Regions from separate parts of the Manis pentadactyla genome. Here region 2 is linked to region 1. The links are chromatin contacts, called in public Hi-C maps. All regions are on one chromosome and are shown on one strand. The core of a region is the stretch at or near the end of the contact, and the rest is flanking DNA. Distances in the headings are between cores, read along the strand shown.

What was found. A called contact is a pair of places that touch in the nucleus more often than the background predicts.
Region 2: a Hi-C map of blood shows a contact between it and region 1, with 5 times the contacts expected there. The contact joins the promoter of IMP3 here to the promoter of PPCDC in region 1. A contact is called at or near these places in 3 of 3 Hi-C or Micro-C datasets (blood, fibroblasts and skin fibroblasts).

What each region holds. Positions count from the first base shown.
Region 1 is chr11:122,040,759-122,044,329 of mManPen7.hap1, reverse strand. It overlaps PPCDC (phosphopantothenoylcysteine decarboxylase), which reads right to left and starts at 1,724. Exons shown (of 6, transcript XM_036907667.2): 1 at 1,646-1,724. SCAMP5 (secretory carrier membrane protein 5) reads right to left here. Exons shown (of 7, transcript XM_057489058.1): 7 at 2,990-3,571.
Region 2 is chr11:122,524,521-122,527,720 of mManPen7.hap1, reverse strand. It overlaps IMP3 (IMP U3 small nucleolar ribonucleoprotein 3), which reads left to right and starts at 1,268. Exons shown (of 1, transcript XM_036907635.2): 1 at 1,268-2,486. The coding sequence starts at 1,409. The coding sequence ends at 1,963.

The DNA.
Region 1 (3,571 bases), core at 475-2,974:
CTCTATCCAGTTCCTGTTAGAACCATCTATTTGCACAATCAAAGTTTAGCTGCAGATAGCACCTCATTTTCTTGGGCTCTGCTGGGCTGAAAGGAACTCCTGAGCAGTAGAGTTCACAAGCACAGAGATTACAGGGCTTAAGGCTGTGATTACTGAGCTGCAAGCTCCCAAGGCACCATCCACTGGCAGTAAGCCACAGCCAGAAAAATGGCAGGTCCTCTGTCCTTTAGAAAGACAGGGCCAGAGTAAAGAGCCTTGGCTTGTGGCAGGCTCATGATATGTAAGTCTCCTCTGATGAGTTTAATTAGGCGGCACAGTTAAGTAAAGGGTTCAGGGATAGTTTCAGAGTTTGAAGCAAAGGTTTCAAGGCTAGTCACAACACAGGCACATGTGCAACCAGCAGAAACAGAGCTAAAAAGGGGCCAGGTGGGGTATAAGCCCAACCCAAAACAGGAACGAGGGGCTAGAGGCTTCAACAAAGCAGAACCAAATGTGGAGGATGGGGTCCAGGAGCAGGGATCCAGGATCCATCAAGAGCTCGCACCTTCTGGATTGATGTCAAAGCCTCTCACTACTGGCTCCAAGCTCCTGCTCTGGCCTCATCTCCCACCAGTGAACACACTACTCTCTGCCCCAGTAATAATGAACAACTTGTAGCTCCCCAAAGTGTCACCCTGCCTCAAAACTTAGAGGCATTAAAAGAAGCCTCCTGGCGACCCCCAAGGAAAGGTAAGGAACTCTTTAGGGAGAGCTCAAGGCCTTGGCATTCTGCTAAGACTGTTCTCTCAAACTAGAGGCAGGCATGCTTGACTCTGCAGCTTCTGGAATCCCATCTATGCATCTCTCCTCAAGTTGGGGGTATATTATATACTATACTACACGTATTTTAATATACATTTACGTTAATTAAGTCATATACTCTATATTATATTCACACACACACGAGCTACTAACAAGACAGTTATAGGCACTGGGAGAGATGTGGAAAATAAACCCTGCTCCCGAGAAATCCACCACTTCCCTATCTTGGGGATCTCTCTGGCTCATCATCTGGCACGGACCTCCAAATACTTCTAAGGACAGCATGAAGTTTTTCTCTGGCAAAATTTGGCCTCATTCTAGTTTTTAAATGCCATTCGGCACTTTGGACATATCTAGGGGATAATTCCAACATACCAAGGCTTCTTTTATTTCTATTTTACCAATTTTTAAAATATAGTTTGTACTTTGAGCAGCCCTATTCCTTTTTGGAAGTAGGCCCATAATTTTTTTTACAGGTAATCTGTTAAATGTGGGGAGCCTTTTCCCCGACCTTTTAAACTTACATGGCACACAACGTTCGCAGTGTGCAGCACAAAGCGGGATGGTAGCGCACAGATACAAACCCCCTACTCCAGGGCCAAGCCGGGAAGGGGTCCCTATCCGGGGTCCCTAAGGCTCTGGCCCCACGAGCAGGCAGGCTCCACAGTCCCTACAGACAGCGTAAAACCTGGGAGCAGAGCGTCACATGCACAAAAAGGAAAGTGAGCCCTTTCTGCACACACACCCCACCTCCCCACACACACAGCCACAGTCTCTACGGAAACAGAAACCTCCCTTCTGCCCCGCTGAAACACCCCAACCTCTGGCCCCCATGACTCCTCACCCGCGCCAGGAGCTTTTCGGGACAGCTCCCAAATATCGCGATATCGCTGCCGTCTCCCCTCCCCATCCTTCCCCGCTGCTGGTCCTAGCTAGCACGCAGGCTCACGAAAGCACGTGGCAGCCTAGTTATCGCGCAGCCTTCTGGGAGTTGTGGTCCATTCGGGAGGTCCTGGCAAGGAACCGAAGCTCCCTGTTCTTGGTACTTTTGGCGCGGACTACTGGGCCTGGTCTAATTGCCCAACCGCCTCACTTCACATCCCATCCCACAGTTACTGCTCGTCACTGGGGCACTTAATACTGAATATTTACTGAGCCTCTTCAATGTTTTAAATACACAGAATAAAGATTGACTCCTCCTGGCTTTTGAGATAAGCAGGGACACAGGAAATTCCAGAGTAAGGTCCTCCATGACGAAGCAGAGAAGCCTAGGTAACAACTAGAGGCCCTCTCAGAGGAGTCTGTGGGTAAAATTGTAACATTTCCAGAATATCTCGCCTGGCTTTAGTACATCTGCATATCAATAGGTTTTCAGAGGTGGAGGGAAGTATGGCTTTGGTACATTTTCATCATTCCTCAGGGGTCGAGAGAAGTTTATCTCCATATCAGTGGGTAATTACCTGGGCAACGGAGGGCTTATCTGAACCTGAGAGGTGAGGGGGGTGGGGCCGGTTTTGCTTCTGCTGGAACAGGAAAGAGAGAAGGCCCTGGACTGCAGTTTGTGAGCAATAAACGGATTTTAAACTTTATTTCTCCCTTTGACTGATTTCGGTTTTAGAGGTATTTTGCCCCGGGATGTCCTCTCTCCGGACTTACAGTCACTCAAGGTGAATCTTGTAGGATGACCAGCAGCTTAGACTGAGTGCCAGAGCAGCAATCCAGATGGAGGACCCAGCACGGGCCAGGGGAAGCAGGAAGAAGCACGCTGGGTGCGCCCCACTGCCTTCAATCTCCAGCACCCACAGGGCCCTAGAACACCTTGTGATTATTAAGGCTGCTCAGTCGGTTTTCAGTTTCCATTGGTGCCAGCTGAGGTGAGGCCTTCTCTGCTCTGCCCATGCATGCTCTTTCCAGCAGTGACCATCTGGACCAAACTGCCCCTCGCCCACTAATCCAGCCTTTTACTTCCTCCTCAGAGAACCTAGGACTCCTCCTTCGAACAGGCAGGAGGCCTCTGGCAATCTCAAAGGAACCTCTGAGAAGGAACTGCACAGAAGTGTGTGATTTGGGGCCAGTGGGGAGGACAGGCCACAGACCCTTTTGACCCACCCTGCCTCCATGCCCCACAGCCCACAGCGATGCTCCACAAAGGCCTACAGGAAGACACATGACACAGCAGGACACAGAGGGCCATATTTTCCTTTATTATGGTTCACTCAGTTACCACAGACAGACACATTGGCTGAGGCAGGTCAAACTGCCATTAGGAGAATAGTCTGTGTGTCCCAGAAACAAGGAGCAGTGGGCACCGGCAGAATGCATAAGCAGGTCACCGGCTGGCTGCACACCTGGGAATCCCCAGAACTGATTTGGGCCTTCAGCCACCCACACCCAAGCCAGACCTTCCAGCAGAGATGAACCTGTGCTCAGGCCCCACTTCTCTAATGGATTCCCCCTCCAGGAAAGTGCATAGTTGCCTGGAGATGCAGCATCCCAGGGCCTGGGACAAGCTGGGTCACACCTAAGCAGCAGGCCTTCCCAGGGCCAGAGCCAGGGCATGGCCATATAGGCCTGAGCCAGGAAGGAGGAAAGGCAAGTAGGACAGGAAATTGACAGGAGGTGGCACCCAACAGGTCATGGATGTTGAGCTGGCAGCTAGACCATAAGCCACCTGGTGCTACCAGAGAAACTAAGAGAAAGGGAGCCAGAGGTCTGTGGTGGTTGAGAGGGAAGGGGAGGAAAAGCCTAGACCTACGGTGTCTTTTCAGCT
Region 2 (3,200 bases), core at 19-2,518, 480 kb before region 1:
ATATTATGCAGTAATAAAAAAAAACTACAGCTACATATAATAAACCCCATATGGTGTGATCTTTTCTAAGCAACACTTCTCAAATGCCAGTGTATATACACATTACCTGGGGATCTTGTTAAATGCAGATTCTCTATCTGTAGGTCAGGAATGGAGCCTGAAATTCTGCATTTCCAACAAGCTCTCTGCTTTGAGTAAGGCTATACTTTGAGTTAGAAGGTTCTCAATATATTTAGGGATGCATGTTTAATGATAAAACTATTTTTCTTTTGAAACAAAAGGGAAAAGTAAATATAAAATTTAGGAGAGTAGGTACTTTACCTCTGACTGGAAGGCGGCTGGAATAGGTAGTTGAAATGTCCTTATGACGTTTTCATAAACTGCCTATTCAGTTCATAAGTATTCATTATACTTTATAATTAACATATGCTACTTACATTATTTTCCATATAGCAAGTATTATATTTAAAAAGACAATGAAATGTATACAGAAATAAAACAAAATGATCAGACAAGAAGCTAGGTGGCGTCAAAGGCCTGGGCAAATAGAGAGGCGAGAGCCCTGTATCACTGCACTCAGGTATAATTTATAGATACAACTAGCCGACACCACGTGAAATTTGTGAACTCAATACTCGATGACCAGAAATCCACCCTGTCAGGCTGATTCGTTTGAGCTCAGACTAAGGATCAGGACTTGCACTTGATATCCCAGTTTCTCGCACTTGCTGGGTTTTATGAATCACCTGGCGTTCTTGTTAGCAATACAGGTTTCAGGTGGCTCCCGTGTAGACCCCGAGTCCCTTTGAGTGAAGGAAGTGGCCCGGGAATCAGTATTTCATAGGTTCGGCGGCGCCCAGCCCCACTTGGCAGGGGGGAACCGTTCGCCCGCCTGGCGGAAGCCCTGCGCTGGCGAGCGGCGGGGACCCCCAGCTCGAGGCGGCTCCCCACGAAATGGGAGGCTCCCAACGGTCAGTCAACACAGTAAACCCAATCAAACCAGCGCGGCGGTCACCCCTCCTGCCCGGAACGGGCCTCTTTAGTTCCTGTCGGGGAGACTCTTCTGAGAGTCCTTGAAAGGCAGAAAAACGATGAACTAGAGGCATGATCAGACCAGGAAGGTATTGCAAAGTAAGGTCCGCGCAGACTTGCCTCGGGCCCCGCCCCTCGGGCCCCGCCCCCCTCAGGCGCCTCAGATGCTCCTCCCCTCGCGAATGTGAAGAGAAGAAACGCGAGATACAGATGTGAAGCGAAACCCCACTCTGACCAATGGAGATCGAGGGCGTGGCACTGGGCCTCTCTTTCATTGGCCCAGGGTTCCCCGGGCCCTCGGGCGCTGGGGCGGAAGTCTCCCCGGCTGGGAAAGGCGCCCTCAGCCTCCAGCCTTGAGGCACCCGGAGTCGCCATCATGGTGCGGAAGCTTAAGTTCCACGAGCAGAAGCTGCTGAAGCAGGTGGACTTCCTGAACTGGGAGGTCACCGACCACAATCTGCACGAGCTGCGCGTGTTGCGGCGTTATCGGCTGCAGCGGCGCGAGGACTACACGCGCTACAACCAGTTGAGCCGTGCCGTGCGTGAGCTGGCGCGGCGCCTGCGCGACCTGCCCGAGAGAGACCCGTTTCGTGTGCGCGCTTCGGCCGCGCTGCTGGACAAGCTGTATGCCCTCGGCCTGGTGCCCACGCGCGGCTCGCTGGAGCTTTGCGACTTCGTCACGGCCTCATCTTTCTGCCGCCGCCGCCTGCCCACCGTGCTCCTTAAACTGCGCATGGCGCAGCACCTCCAGGCCGCCGTGGCTTTCGTGGAGCAGGGCCACGTGCGCGTGGGCCCGGACGTGGTCACCGACCCCGCCTTCCTTGTCACGCGCAGCATGGAGGACTACGTCACCTGGGTTGACTCGTCCAAGATCAAGCGGCACGTGCTGGAGTACAACGAGGAGCGCGACGACTTCGACCTGGAGGCCTAGTGGGCGTTGCCCCCCACGGCTGCATTTTATAGACGGAAAGCCGAGACCTGATGCGTGGGATTCTCAGGGCGCTCTCCCCAGGAAAGGACTTGGCCCCTCGGCTGCAAGTCCACGCACAGAGCCGAAGGGTACGCCCCTGTCCCCCCCGAAATTTTCTTACCTCTTGGACTGTTGATAACTAAATGACTGCCTGAAGAGACAGTGGGAAGCGGTTTTGTTCTACACTGAGGAATTGTTAGGTTCTTTTGTGTTTGAAACATGGCAGTGTAGGGCGCGGACGTTGCGCCCCTGCCCTCCCCGCAGCTTTGCCTTTATTATTTTGTGGTGGGACGTTTGGTTCAGGTTATTTAACATGAATACTTGGCTCCTGTTCATGATTAAGCTGTGTACAGATGATGGAGAGTTAGGTCGCAAGTTTTCATGAAAATGGGTGAGACTTGAGTCTCAAGGGTCCCCCTCCCCCTCGTTTAAAGAAGTGTTTTCCAAATGCCAATAAATGGCCCAGCTGCTTTGGAAGTGCGAATTTTTGTATGTCTGGTTCTCTCACAGAAGGTCACATCTGGGCTCCTTGGCTCAGTAACCCAGAGGACTGGTCAGAGCGACCTGCCTGTGGGTGAGCCTGCAGCCCGACTGCATGTGGAGGTTACAGGATGTAGCACAGGCCTAGGCAAATTGATCAGTTTACCATTCCCTTCCTTGGAATGAGTGTTTTGGCAGAGCTCTTTCCCACAGAATTTCCTGTTGATATTCCAGCCCCAGGAAATACCGTATTAGAGGCTCAAATGTTTGCTTGCCTAAGGAAATAATCACCCTACAGCTCGGCCATCTAGTGGTTAGAAGTGACCCAGGAGGTTCCTGGAGACTTAAGATGTTTTTAGGAGCGGTAGAGAACTGGGAGGGAGAGTGGGGAAACTACCTCATTATAGCAAATACTTATACAAGAAGAATAAATAGACTGCCAAGACCAATGGATTGGCTTTTACATGTGTCTTCATTTGCTAAGGTGAAAGGCAGCATTTGCTGAAGAAACAGTGAAGGGAAGGTAACACTGGGAATGGTGGTAAATGCCACTACTGTATGTTGGGCATAGTTTTAAGTACATTATGTTTATTAGTCTATTTAATCCTCCCTACAATCCTACGAAGTGGGGAATCCAATTATTCTCTACTTTTCAGATGAGGGAATTGAGGCAGAAATGGATCACATTGCCCAAGATTGCCTTAAGTGGTGCTTAGCT